Regions from separate parts of the Mus musculus genome. Here region 1 is linked to region 2. Evidence: chromatin contacts called from public promoter capture Hi-C data. All regions are on one chromosome and are shown on one strand. The core of a region is the stretch at or near the end of the contact, and the rest is flanking DNA. Distances in the headings are between cores, read along the strand shown.

Region 1 (6,705 bases), core at 3,501-6,000, 2.6 Mb after region 2:
TCAAGGTACTTGCAGACTATGAAGCCTACATCCAATGCCAGGCCCAGGTGGACCATCTATACCGCAATTCCAAGTAGTGGACAAAAAAGGTGATCAGGAATATAGGCTGCTCTGGCAAGTTCTCCAGTGACCGAACCATCACTGAATACACCCGGGAGATCTGGGGTATAGAGCCCTCTGACCTGCCTACCCCACTCCCCAACCTCCCCAAGGACTAATTAATTAACTCACACAGTGAGACTAGTGGCTTGTTTAGCTGACTGTACCCTTGCCAGTCTTCAGGCACTGCAAGCAACTGCTGGTCCCTGCTATCCAAAGTGCTATGTGTCCAGGGAGGATCATGGGAATGGTTTTGAGGACCTAGACAAGGAAGGAGATGTGGCATCCTCCTTGTTTCTTACAGAAGAATTGTTGCAGAGTTCACAGCACAGAGAGGCAGAGATGGTCCCCACAGCTTCAGCCCATCATCATCCCCAGAGGCTGAGCAGGGAGGGAGTGGAGCTGAGCCCCTGAACTCCTGCAAATAGCTGAGTGAGCTTAAGCCTTTAGTTTGGGGTGTGAATAGGGATCTGTGGTGAAGCCAGTATTCCTATGTTCTGCTAGTACCTGGGTCACCAGCTGTAGGGTACAGCCAGCCCCAGTGTGTGGTCTTGTTGGCCTGCTGGGTGGAACCTTTGCTTCAGGCTTCATGCTCACAACTTTCTGTCCTTTGCCCTTGACTGTACTGAGTATGTGGGTGGTTGATCCATATAGGCCATGCTTCTTAGCCATCTGTGGAAGCCTGTGGGTGTCAAGTAGAACCCAGAACCCCTGGAGAGGAGCACTGAAGAGAGAGAGAGAGACCTTTATCCCGTAACTGAGGCCTCGGTTAAGGACTGGCAATTTTATAGAGGGTTGGCTTAGTTCTTTGCTTTTCAACAGGAAATAACACTTCATGAGGAACTGAAACTAGCTAAGCCTTCCTTTTTAGCAAGTAAACCTTGTACTTGGTCAGTGTGGATATGTCTGCTAGGCTGACGACTGAGCTGCTGGCCCTGCAGAGGGCCCAGTGTCCACTCCACTACAGCAGCAGAGTGAGGAAGACCCACTACAGGAGCCTTGCTCCTCGAGAGCAGAATCTGCATTAAGTACTGCCCAAAGGAAGTGTGTTGTCATAGAAACGATATAAAACTGTTCTTCCAGAGGCTTCACCACCTTGCACTGCTCTATCTGGTTGAGAGTGGGCAGGAGAACCCCTTACTTTCCTCACTATGGGTGCATTTGCTGGGAAGTATCTTTTCAGGACTCAATTCACCGGAGCCACTGTAGTAGCTTGTGGGGGTGGGTGGGCAGGTTCTAGGGCCGGTCATCTGCTGCCTTGTGCATGAGGTCCCTTGAAGCCACAATACATGATCACCCTTCTACTACTTGCTGTTGCCTCCTTGTATGAGAAATGGATTAAACTTCTATGCCTATGGCAAAAAAAAAGAAGTGTACACAGTTGTATGTGACTTTGATTAGGCATGTAAGTGACCTATGTACAACACCCTCTTAAGAAACTGGAACCACTGGGCGGTGGTGGCGCACGCCTTTAATCCCAGCACTTGGGAGGCTGAGGCAGGCGGATTTCTGAATTCGAGGCCAGCCTGGTCTACAGAGTGAGTTCCAGGACAGCCAGGGCTACACAGAGAAACCCTGTCTCAAAAAAAAAAACAAAAAGAAAAAAAAAAAGAAAGAAGAAAAGAAAGAAAGAAAGAAAGAAAGAAAGAAAGAAAGAAAGAAAGAAAGGAAGGAAGGAAGGAAGGAAGGAAGGAAGGAAGGAAGGAAGGAAGGAAGGAAGGAAGGAAGAAAGGAAGGAAACAAACAAAACTGGAACCAAATAGATGAAACCTTCTACTCCTTCCAGTGGAGACACAGAAAAGGCAAGTCTGCAGAGTGGGAAAGATGGTTTCAATCTATAAAACTAGGCAGTAGTTAGGAAATTCAACACATAACACAGGCTTTAAAATACGCATTCTTTTTAAATTCGTATACATAGGAATGGGCTTTGTTATGAGGCATTCACAAACATTTTCTTCTTGATCCTCTCCCTGCCCCATCCTCTGCTGGTACCTTTCCATTTCCCTCTCATCCTTTCATGTCACATGTATTCTGCTATCCCTTGTTCTTCTCTTTCCTCCTTCCCCAACTCTCTCTCTTAAGACTTCTCCTCCTATTGGTCCCCTTTCTAGTTTCAGCACACACACACAAATTAAAACCGGGAATCTGCCTATGAGACATAACAAACAGTTTTGAATTGATAAGAGAAACATGAACAAGTGCATATAAAAAACAAACTAGCATACATACAAGCAAATCACAAACATTGAAATCAAAAGCATGAGGGAAAGCTAGATATCACTCATCAATGAAGAAATGAAAACTGACATATCACCACTATGTGATTTATAATCCATTAGACTGGAAGATGTTATCACACATCAACTTTAATCAACTATTTCACCCAGCTTTTGTTCACTACCTTTATCTAGAAAGGGTTGGGCTGATATTTTGCTATTTCTTGCTGCTATTGTGTTTCTTCATTACTCTCCCACTTAAGAATGGCAACTGCTAGTGACTAGAGAGATGAATCAACTGTTAAGAGCTGTTCTTTCAGAGGACCTGTACGGGCAGTTTACAAGCATCTGCGCAGCAACTACAGCTCCCTCTTCTGGCCAGTGTGGGCACCTGCACATAGATGTAAATGTCTTGTTTATATGCAAATATCTTTTTAAATTGTCCCTTATAGTTACAAAGAACATAATTTCAAAATCTAAATGCCCAATACTACATAATACAACACTGAATTAACCTTAGTGGAAACTGTCCCTCGGCTCAGTGCTATTTTAAGTAGAGAGATAATAGTGAAGATAAGACAGGAAGGAGGAGGTTCTTCATTTCTTCATTTTTACACTCCTCCCAACCAAGATGCTTGCCTCTTATCACACCTTTGTTGACCTTCCTGGCATGGGTGGCACCTGTCGTGGAATGGATTACATCTCTTTTAAAAAGAGGGGACTTGGAGTTCTGACCACTCTCAGGTCTTTCAAAATGTGGCCTTTTGCCAGCGCAGAAGGAGGAATATCAATAAACAAGTTAAATTGTGTCCTGGGGTGGATTTGTAGAGTCTCTTAATACTTGGGAAGCAGATGTATTGCACAGGTGAATAGATTTGTAAGCAATTTCCCCAGTATATCTTATCCACAAGCATTGAAGGCTGTACTTACTGCTTGTGAAATTAATTCTTAAGAGCACACAGATTTAACATGATTTAAACACAACAGACATCAGTCTCATTTGCTAATTTCATCTGTCTCCTAAAAGCTTAGATACAAATCCTCTTGTTCTAATCACTACAAAGCTCCAGCCTCAGGAAAAATTATATGTCCAACATTTCCAAAAGGATAATTATACATTATTTCATTTCCCTTCCTTATTAAATTATGGTGTGGTCCATTCACTAGAGCAGCCAATCCCCTTAACGACCCAGCCATCCCTCCAGCTCCTTCTCTTGGATTTCTTAAAGGAAAAACTTTGAAGACAGAACATTACCCCTCTTCTGTGAAGACAAGGCTAAATCTTGAAACCAAACTGATCATTTATAGAAACAAATTAATCCTGTTAATCTATGCCAGCTTGAGATGACCACCATACCAAACCAAAACTGAAGCAATGATCAGCCTAGACCAGGACTGCTTAATTATGCATACTTTTTAGCGGACTCCCCACTCGATGCCCCAGTTTGTCCACTAGTTAAACTTAAAGGTGCCAGGTGTGGTGGTACATGCCTTTAATCCCACACTGTGTAGGCTGAGGCAGACAGATCTCTGTGAGTTCGAGGCCAGCCTATCTACATAGTGAGTTCTAGAACAGCCAGAACTACATAGAGATTTTGTCTCAAATAAATAAATAAATAAATAAATAGCTTAAAGCTCATATCAGGGCCATGAAAATGATCTTGAATGGTCATTGGAGTCCATCATTTATTATTTCAAATGAAGCTACCTTAAATTAATGGCTTTTCGAGGTTACTTTCTTTTAATTAGCATATTAAGGACAGGTGGGACTGCAGAGATGGCTCAGCGGTTAAGAGCACTGACTGCTCTTCCAGAGGTTTTGAGTTCAAATCCCAGAAACCACATGGTAGCTCACAACCATCTGTAATGAGATCTGATGCCCTCTTCTGGTGTGTCTGAGGACAGCTACAGTGTACTTATATATAATAAATAAATAAATCTTTTTTTTTTTTAATTATAAAAGTAAAAGGACAGGTGATCGAACCCAGCCGGTTGGGAATGCCCAAGCCAGTGCTTTTACCTTGAAAACTCCAGCTACAGCTCTTTTGATAGATTTGTCAAGACCAAACTCAGCAAGCGCACAGTAAATAAGCCAATGACAAATCAATAGCATCTTTCTATGTCCCTAGAGAAGAGACATAAATGTACGGAAAGTTAAGGGAACAACTTCTTACAAAACCTCGGGCTTTCGCAGCTTTCTACACCAAGGAGAAAACCCAGAGCTGTCACTAAACAGAAAAAAACTGAGAAGACCCTCGCGGAAACTTGAAACACCTCGGGCGTGGCTTGGCCTGTGGGACCTTTAACCCGCAGATAACCTGCTCCAGAACCAGGTGCTGGAAGTTTCCTCTACTTCCGTCAGGACTCTATAAAAGGTGGGACAGGATGACGTCACTTCCTGTCTTGTGTCCGCGGGCCGGCAAAGCTCTGAACTGGGAAAAGCCACTGTTGTAGTTGAGAGAAACCTGACCCGGCAGCACACGCGTGGCCATGTGGAGGCTGTTGACGCGCGTCCCCGCGCCGCTCCTGCGGATGCACTTTTCAGGTCAGAAACCTGTTTCATCTTTTAAAAAGGCATTTCCCCGATCTTCCTCCCCACATTCCAAAGTCTATGCTTACTGCGATAGGTCCTGCGCTTTCCTTACTTCTTCCACCTCCACTATGCGGAGGCCTGGGTCCTGGTCATGTGCGGGAGACGGTGCTCCGTGAGCCTAGTTGCTTCCTTGGAAGCCCATTTAGTGGAACTCGTACCCCCGTGCTTCTAGACACCTCTGTCAGGAGTGATCAGAGTGTAACAGTAATGGTTTGATTTGTCATTGTAGATTCTTGGGCAGCCCTTCCCACCAGTGCTGGTCTGAAGACGCTCCTCCCAGTTCCAACTTTTGAAAGTGAGTACCTGTCATTTCCACTTATTTTTCTCTGAGAAAAGGCATCGAAGGTGTGTTTGTGCTTCCTCCCTCCGTTGAGTGATTCAACAGATATATGTAAGGAAGGCAAACTGCAGCGAAGTCCCTCGATGTTGCAAAGCAGATAACTATTGGGCTAGTTCCCAGGCATCCTACCACTGATGTGTGGCCCATGATCTACCCAGTCAGCACTAACTGGGCATATATCAGATTTTTTTATCTTCTAAATAATAGTACAGATATGCAGACACTTAGCAATAGTAGCCAGGTGCTCTGCAGTCCTGTACATCTAACTTTTTAATGTACTAAAATCTCCAAAACTGCAAATGGCCTAGACATCTGAGGGTCTTCGGCACATAACTGTTAAACTACTGTGTGGGCTGGAGCAATGGCTCAGCAGTTAATAACACTTGTTGCTCTTGCAGAGAACCCAGGTTCAATTCTCAGAACCCACAAGATTGTTCATAACCATCTGGGACTCCAGCTTCAGGGGTTCCTACATCCTCTTCTGCACATTAATACATGCAGACAAAACACTCCTAACATTTTTGATAAATAAGGTGCTGTGTGTGCTTAGAAGTGCATACTAACTTGCAGATGTAAGAACGTATTACCAGGTCTCACAGTAGCTGCCCATAGAAGTCAGTGAAGGGAGAGTAGTTTTTGTAACTTGGAACAGCAACTTTATTATTCCATTAATGATCTGATGGCCCTTTGAGGCTTCCTGTTTTGTTTATTCTATCATGGAGCCATTCTTTCTCATATTTAATTTTTTTTTTGAGTCACAGTTGTTTTCCCCAGGATGTCATATAGAGGATAGTGACAAGAAAAATCCTACTTTGTAAGTTTACCAAGAAAAATACAACAGAAGGTTTTTTTTTTTTTCGTTTGTTTGTTTTGTTTTAATGGTATTTTTGCAATCTAGAGGAGCAGTGAGTTTTGTTTTGTTTTTGGTTTTGGTTTTTAAGAGCATGCTTCTGGCTTTGATGTTTTAACTGAAGTTCCTCTTCTTTAAAGTAGAGATTAGAATACCACTTGCCCAATTATGTTTCTTGGCCTAGCTGAAAATTATGTATGCTCCTGTTTTCAATTCTTTTTATTTTTAATTGCCTTTTATTTATTTTGTATGCATGCACTTGTGTGGGTGCGTATGTGTCAAGGCATATATCTGGAGGTCTGTGACTACTTTTGGGAGTCAGTTCTCTCCTTCTACCACGTGGGCCCTAAGGCTCCAACCCAGATGGGCAAGCAGTGCTTTTTACCGGTTGGGACATCTTGTGGGCCCCTTGTTTTCAATTTCTAATACTTCACTTTGTATTTCCCCCATTTGTCTGTTTAGTGTTGAAGCCCTAAAGAAATATAAAGGTTGCCACCACTCAGTCCAGCACTTCCTGCAGGTTCGAGGTTACACAGTGATCACATGACATCCATAAGACTGTCTCAACCCTCTGCGTACATGTTGTGGGTGTATAGCGAAGTCTTCA
Region 2 (7,022 bases), core at 2,659-5,158:
CCCTATTCATAAACATTTTCATGTTGGTTAGCTTCTAAAAATTTTAGATAAATTTGTTATGAATACAATTTTGTGTGCTTCAAAGTGCATGTCAATTTTCAATGTTCTGCATTTATCATTGGAAAAATATGTAGAAAAAAACAGTGTCTCTCTTTCTTTACTCACGGAATACTCTGGCCCTGTAATATGTAGCAGCCTATTCCTTGTTTTGTATTTTTATTTGTACTTTATGAGTATGAGTGTTTGCCTGTATGTCTATCTGTCCACTTTATGCATGCCGGTGTCCTCAGAGGTCAGAAAAAGGATCTGAACCACTGAGAAGTAAAGTTACAGTGTGAGCTTCCACGGAAGATTTTTATCTTATAGATGTTAAGGACTTACAAATGTTGAGTTAATCTTTATTGTAGATTAAATTCCTTTACTTGCAAGGAATTAAAAAGCAGATAAGGAAAACAATCTTGTTATCTTAAAGGCTGTGACATGTTAGCAAACCAAATTGTAGCAGAAGTAAAGTATTAGTAATTACAGCTTAACTCCTGTGAATGCAAAAGGTAATTAGTTAGTTGCCCATTTATGTTAATCTTTAAAGAATATTTTTAAGTTGAGTGTGGTGGCCTGTGCCTGTAGTTCCAGCTACTCAGGAGGCTGAGGTGAGAAGATCATTTGAGCCTTAGGAGTTTTGAGGCCAGCTATGGAAAATGCCAGACTCCATCTCAAATCAATCAATCAATCAATCAATCAATCAATCAATCAATCAAACAAACAAAAATAAAAATAAATCTAGCATAGACATTTAGAAGCTTAATTTTACAGTGTTATTTAATGTTACTTTTCAATGAACTAAGTATTAAGGAACAAGTTCTGAATATAAAACCAAGTTCACATTCAAACATGAATAGAAACACAGATGACATTTTCACACACACAAAGATAAGGTTAATATATGCTAATTAGGGCCATGGAACTCTTATCAGAACCCAGTGTTAGGTTTTTGAAGATTCCAAATAATTACCCAAACGATCTTAGCAGAGGCCACTGGGATACTGTTTCTACTGACCACAGCTGGAAAGAGCAGATGGAAAAGACAGAGTCCAGGCTACTCATCTTTAGGCATCTGGAAGTGGGAGACCCACAGTGAGGCAACCTTGGGGAGCAACTGCAGAAGTTCCCTGATCTGCACTGCCTCAACTAGTGTGGAGGAGGGACCCTGTTAGGCTATGGACCGTCACAGGAGGGATCCTTTTAGGTTAGAGGTCACCAGAGACCTAACCGAACCAGCCTCTTCAAGGAAAGGTTCTGGAAGTGTAGTCTGTCCGGAAGTCTAGAAACAACCCTGAAAGTGAACTCAAATGCCTCAGTCCACAGACAGATTAACTTACAAGAGTTTTCAGTAAGTATCAGAGTGCCTGACAAAGGCTAGGAGACAGAGAAAACAGCTCCCCATGGCGGTCTCTCTGCTTGTCTCCCACTTTCAGATGCCTAAAGATGAGTGATGCTGTAAAGAAGGAGGTCAAGAGGTTGAGCTGCCGAAGTGGGACTGGTAACAGCAGAATATCTGCCTGGACTGTCTTTCCCATCTGCTGTTTCCAGCTGAGGTATCCCAGTATCTCAGCAGCCTCTGCTAAGACCCTCTGGGAAAATAAATATGTGATGGTTAATTGGTTAAGATAGCCTGAAACTTTTTTCCCCAAGACAGATGGTGGTACAGTTCTAAAAAGCATTTTAATCTTAAGATCTTAGGGTTTCTATTTTAAAACAAAAGAAATGAATGTTTGCCCAGTAAATTAATCAGCAGTGTTCTGATAGATAAACAAAATAATTATGCTTACTTTACAGCACTAGAGAGTACAGTCTTTTGAATTTCTTAGACCACTGCTACCTGGGTCTTGTAGACACATTATGACAATTATTTTCCTAGAACATGGCCAAACACAAAATAATTCACTCTGATTGCATTTCTATGACTTTTCGGAAACACAAACTCATTTCTTCTGAAGGAAGGAGTGGGAAAGAGCTTTGGGGCTTCTCTCAGCACCTCCCTTCTGACAGTGATGTGGGAGTCCCCTCCCCACATCATGCTCTGGCAGACACTGACCTTCTGACACTAGCTGCCTTGAAGAGTCTGATCCCACATCAGACTAAGGGGTTTTCTCCCACAAGAATGCTTCCTTACTTCAGATGCCAATTTTTAAATAGTAGCTTCTCTATAATTTCTGCCAGACAACTGCAAGCCAGTCTCCTGCTAGGGCTTCCTTTTCTAGAGCAGTTCACAGACTCAGATGTCTTACTAGTGTGTCATATAAAGGAGGCAGTTCAACACTGAGATGAACAAACACCGGGCAGGGTCTGGAAGGGTGCTGGGTATTGGGCCCACTTTTGCTGTGGAGCTGGGACTGGCATACGACCATACTCACCAATTTGGAGGTTTTTCCCATCCCCAAAATTCAGGGATAGTTTTTGGATTGCTTCATTGTGGGGGCCCCTTTTTCTTTTCTAGAAGATGAGAGGGGCTGTAAATCTCAAATTCCCACTTAGGGCTTGGTCTGTAAAATGATCAGTCTCCACCTAGAGACCTATCCAGAGTCAATTTTCTAGTCAGAAGATGATTAGTGACTTTACTGTTTAGCAGGGACCGGATATTATAATAAAAGATTCTCCCAGCATCTGTTTCAAGATTTTTGAGCTTAATTTGGGGGAGGCAGAGAAAACACACAGATGCAGAGGGGTAGAGGGAGGGAATGTACACACAGGTCTCAAAGCCGAAATGGCTACATTTTATGGTATGTAGAGTCTACCTCAAGACCCACAAATACCAAAAGTCTACACCTGTAAAGCCAGCACTTGGAAGGCTGAGGCTTGAAGATGGTTTCAGGCTATGGAGGGCTCTCCAACAAGATGCCTGGCTTTTAGTATTGAATTCTTAGGGGGCAGGCTATATAAAAGGCGAATTAACAGACTTAAAAAAAATTCTCAAAACAAGTTGCTTAGTGCAAAATGAGGAAATTCAGCACTGCATCTTGCTCTAGAGTATTATTTGACCACAAAGCCAGTCAGACTGAAGGATACCGCGTCGGTGTGGACAGGAACTTGCTCCGATTTGGCATTATTCACCTGGCAAGCATAATTTACCTGCGTTGAACTCTGGGTCGTTTTCCAGGACAGTCACGGCTCCTTCCACAGCATCTACCGCGCTCCCTCCCGCCTTGAGGATTTTGTAGCCCTCGGTTGCCGCTCTGGCGATGCCCTCGCGCACCAGCTCTTTCCGGTTGGCTGAGATGTTGCTTGCTCCGCCACCATGGACTACCACCACGAGACTCACATCGATGGAGGCTAGGCATCAGGAAGAGGCGAGTGTCATTTTGTACCGGTCCAAGGGAACCAACTCAAGTGAGCAGCAGCGTCAAAGTTGTTTCCGTTCAGTGTCGTCCGTCCCCCCCCCCCCCCCCCCCCCGCTCAGTGAGAGTTTTGTTACAAAACCCCAAAGCGACCCAAGCCTCCCAGCATTCCTCCCCATGCTCTCCCACTCCGACCTGGCAGGGGCATCTGTGGCTCAGAAAGCCTGGTGTCAAGACTCCGAGCCTGCGCTTGTGCCACAGCGCTACCCCTCAGCCTCAGTTTCCCCAGAGAACACCAGCCTCTATTTCGGCGCCAGTACTGAGGTCGCATGTATCAGAGCTCCAGCCCTCCTCCCAGGAATCTCTCTGTGCCTCAGTTTCCCGGGGTCCGTGCTCTCTGTTCCAGTTCACTCCACCTAGGGTCCGGGGTACCCTGAGGACTGGACTTCCCCACGTCCTTCGGACCTGAGCTCCTCGTCTCTGGTAAATCCTACATTTTTGTTCTTGTTTCTTTTCCCATACCTCGGACTGGCGGCGCCACGGTGCCGCGGGCGCACGCCATGATGTCAAACTGGCCAAGCCACCAGGCAGCAAACCGCTCCGCCTGCAACCGCTCTGCAGGCAACGGTTCCGCGCTTGCGCACGAGGGTGGGGGCCCGGGGCGCTGCTGAGTTACCGTAAAGCCCCGGGGTCCCTAGCGCTGCGCACCAGCCTTCCGGGACTCCAGATCTAGAATAACATTGCTTTTCTACTTCCCTAGTAGCACGCGGGACCCTTTGTCTCCTTTGCCTTGAAATTATCGCATGCTCTTAAGTCTTGCTAGTTAGAATGCTACATTAAAACCTTTTCCCTTTAAGTTCCCCATCTTAATCTTTCGGAAGAGAAGAAAATAAAGTATACCTCTGCCTCTAATTTGACAGATTCTGTTCATTAGACACTCTGAGAGCCCAGAAATCCCAGCTCCTCTCCTCCTCTAAGTCTAGGGATGCCAGCTCTAAATCCTTTCATCTCTCAGTGCCCTCTTTTTGTTGACATTTCTTCTTTCCTTGCTTCCAGCAGTTGTGGCGGCAGGGGTAGAAGACCAAACACTTCGTATTCACCAAAGGGATCCTAGAGTCTAGTTTTGTTCTGATAGTCAAAGAGGGAGAACAGATGCCAGTGACATCTACAGGTTTCTGTAGCAGTGACACCTAGGAAGAATGCCCTGCTTTATTATGTAAAGCAATTTTACTTGAATTATGAGTTTGTTTTTTTCTCACAACCTTTGTTTTCTAATTTTAAATTTACTGAAGCAATATTTTATTTTCGTTATCAATCGCTTTGTACTGTTTATTGGCTAGATGAGTTGGTGTCAAAGATAGACTTTCATTTTGCAAGTCCTTCTCTCTTTAAGGTGGGGCAACCCAGGCTCATATGTTAATGAAAAGGGCTGACCTTGTGTAAGACTTCCCAACCATTACTTCTGTAGACCTCAATAAACCTCAATAAAGATGGCTTCAAATGGTCAGGACCCGGTGGGTAAGTGCCAATTTTCCTAATATTTTTTCTTGTTTCCATCTTACCACCAACTAGAGAAAAGTTGTATCTGATTCCCCTAACCATCACAAAGGGCCATCTTTTCTAGTTAGTCTATCCCTAGCTTCCCTAGGCCAAGAGCATCCAAACAGGACACAGCCTGTTTCCCCATAGAGCCCTTTCCTACCCGTTTGCCTGCTTCTGAGTCTCTACCAAAACCAGTGGCTGGTTGGTTCCTTTGCATTAGCAAGGTTTGAGTAGATTTGTCTTGTCCTCATTGGGGTGGGTTTCATTTATTGTGTTTATTTGCTACATAATTAGAGATTTCTGCTTGAAGAAAGATCATATGCAAAAGAGATGTTGGAGAAGGGACCAGCCTTTGATTCTGGAAACCAGAGCATCAGGTCTGGTATTACCCAGTCTTGGTTGCCTGTCCACCTCCTTCCACAGTATTCTATGCTTTCCCACTAGTGATATCTTCACCCCTTTCTCTTTCTTCGAGAGACTTTACATCAGAATGTGAGGCTCTAAGAGTGGCTCTGCTATAGAGAGGAGTTTGAATTTGCTCTAGTTAAAAAGAAATTGAGATGGTCTCATACATTACACTCTGGCCTCAAACTTACTATGTAGTTGAACCTTGTAGGCATAATTTTTATTGTATACCGTGTAAAGATTATCCTTCTATTATTCAAAAGCTGATTTCTCTGTCCCCATATCTAGTTGCAATCCAGACAGGGCATTGTAATGCTTATTCTAAGTATCTTCTGCTTCAGTGTTGCATAAGCATTGCTCCCCATTTAGTCTCTGATTTGTCAATAAGAGTTGACCAGCCAATGACTGAGCAGGAGAGAGGACAGGCCTGGACTTTCTCCCTTCCTTTTTTTTTTTTTTTTTTTTTTTTTTGCAGGTTATATCTTTTCTAGGGTAAAATGCTTTCTGGTAATAGAAAAAAATACATTTCAATTGAAATAAGAAATTCTTTTGAAAACTTGAAACTAAATATACCTTAATGGATAAATACACCTATTTCTCCTACTCCCTCTATATATATTCAAAGTTTACATGTATTTATTTTTAGACCATAGAAGACTTTCATTTTGAATTTCAGCCTGTCTTTCCCAAGCCGCTTTAAAAATTTGAATCATTGTAATTCTTATATTCCTGTCCTGCTTATTGACAACCTGGACAGACTGTGACTGTTCTTGATAATATTTTACAATACTCTTCTCAGAAGCATTCTTTATTTTATGGTTTATTTCTGAGTTTGGAGGAATGTTAATCTGTGTTTTCCATTGCTTCAGTAAATCACACTTTTATAAATTCTTGGCTATAGTAGCCACACATGACTTTAATTTATCTATTTATCCTTCTGGCCCTATACACTCCATCCATCTTTGTTTCACCTGAGATAAAGTTCTAACATTTACCCCCTGAAAAGGCCAATCTGGATGTCAAGATTTTGGTGAAATTATTGATACATCTGCTCCCATGTCTACTAAGCCTTCAATTTCAATGCCATTTATTTGTATTTTCAGCTTAGGTCTCTGATCATTTATAGTAGTTTGCCAAAACACTTGCTTTTGATCTCTCCTGAATTTTTTGTTTTAGCCACTAAAGGTGTTTTGACCTTGATTACCCAGAGAAGTGTTGTTTTAAACAATAGGCATTAAATCTTTTAATTGCTCTGTGGCTGAGTTTCTCTGATGCTGAGAGGGAATGATTAAATCAAATTTTATATCAGGGTCTTCGAGAGGCCCTCTTGTGCATGTCCTTGATGGCCAAGGGTTACTTTGCTTATCCCTTGTTGATCTGCATTTGTTAGTCCAGTGCTGGCCTTTGCCACAATTTCTATATACTCCTGAAGGTTGAGACCTTCTTTTTGGATTATTCCTAAAAGAGCCAAAAATAAAAACCCAAAACCCAAAACCCACCCCCCCAAAAAAACCCCCAAAACCACATTGTTTCTAGGAATGCTTTGCCTACAATTCCTTTTCAAACGACCCTGCTTATGATAACTAAAACATCTGCCATTTTTATTTTTCATAAAACTTAGAAATTACTTCTCTTATCAGATTAGCATCATAAACTTGAGATCCAGTATCAGCTGTATTTCTAACCCATTCCTATATTGGTACTGCTCTTTCCTTTAAAGGTTTAATCTCTCTTTTTCAT

Evidence for each region. Promoter capture Hi-C pulls out the DNA fragments that hold promoters and counts their contacts.
Region 1: a promoter capture Hi-C map of hippocampal neurons shows a contact between it and region 2, with 4 times the contacts expected there. A contact is called at or near these places in 3 of 39 promoter capture datasets (hippocampal neurons, liver and maxillary cranial neural crest).

Annotation. Positions count from the first base shown.
Region 1 is chr19:11,765,665-11,772,369 of GRCm38.p6, forward strand. It overlaps Mrpl16 (mitochondrial ribosomal protein L16), which reads left to right and starts at 4,751. Exons shown (of 4, transcript NM_025606.3): 1 at 4,751-4,860; 2 at 5,138-5,203. The coding sequence starts at 4,806. It overlaps Gm46655 (a long non-coding RNA gene), which reads right to left and starts at 1,622. Exons shown (of 3, transcript XR_001782678.2): 1 at 1-1,622.
Region 2 is chr19:9,131,658-9,138,679 of GRCm38.p6, forward strand. It overlaps Asrgl1 (asparaginase like 1), which reads right to left and starts at 3,909. Exons shown (of 7, transcript NM_025610.3): 1 at 3,858-3,909; 2 at 3,130-3,330. The coding sequence starts at 3,897.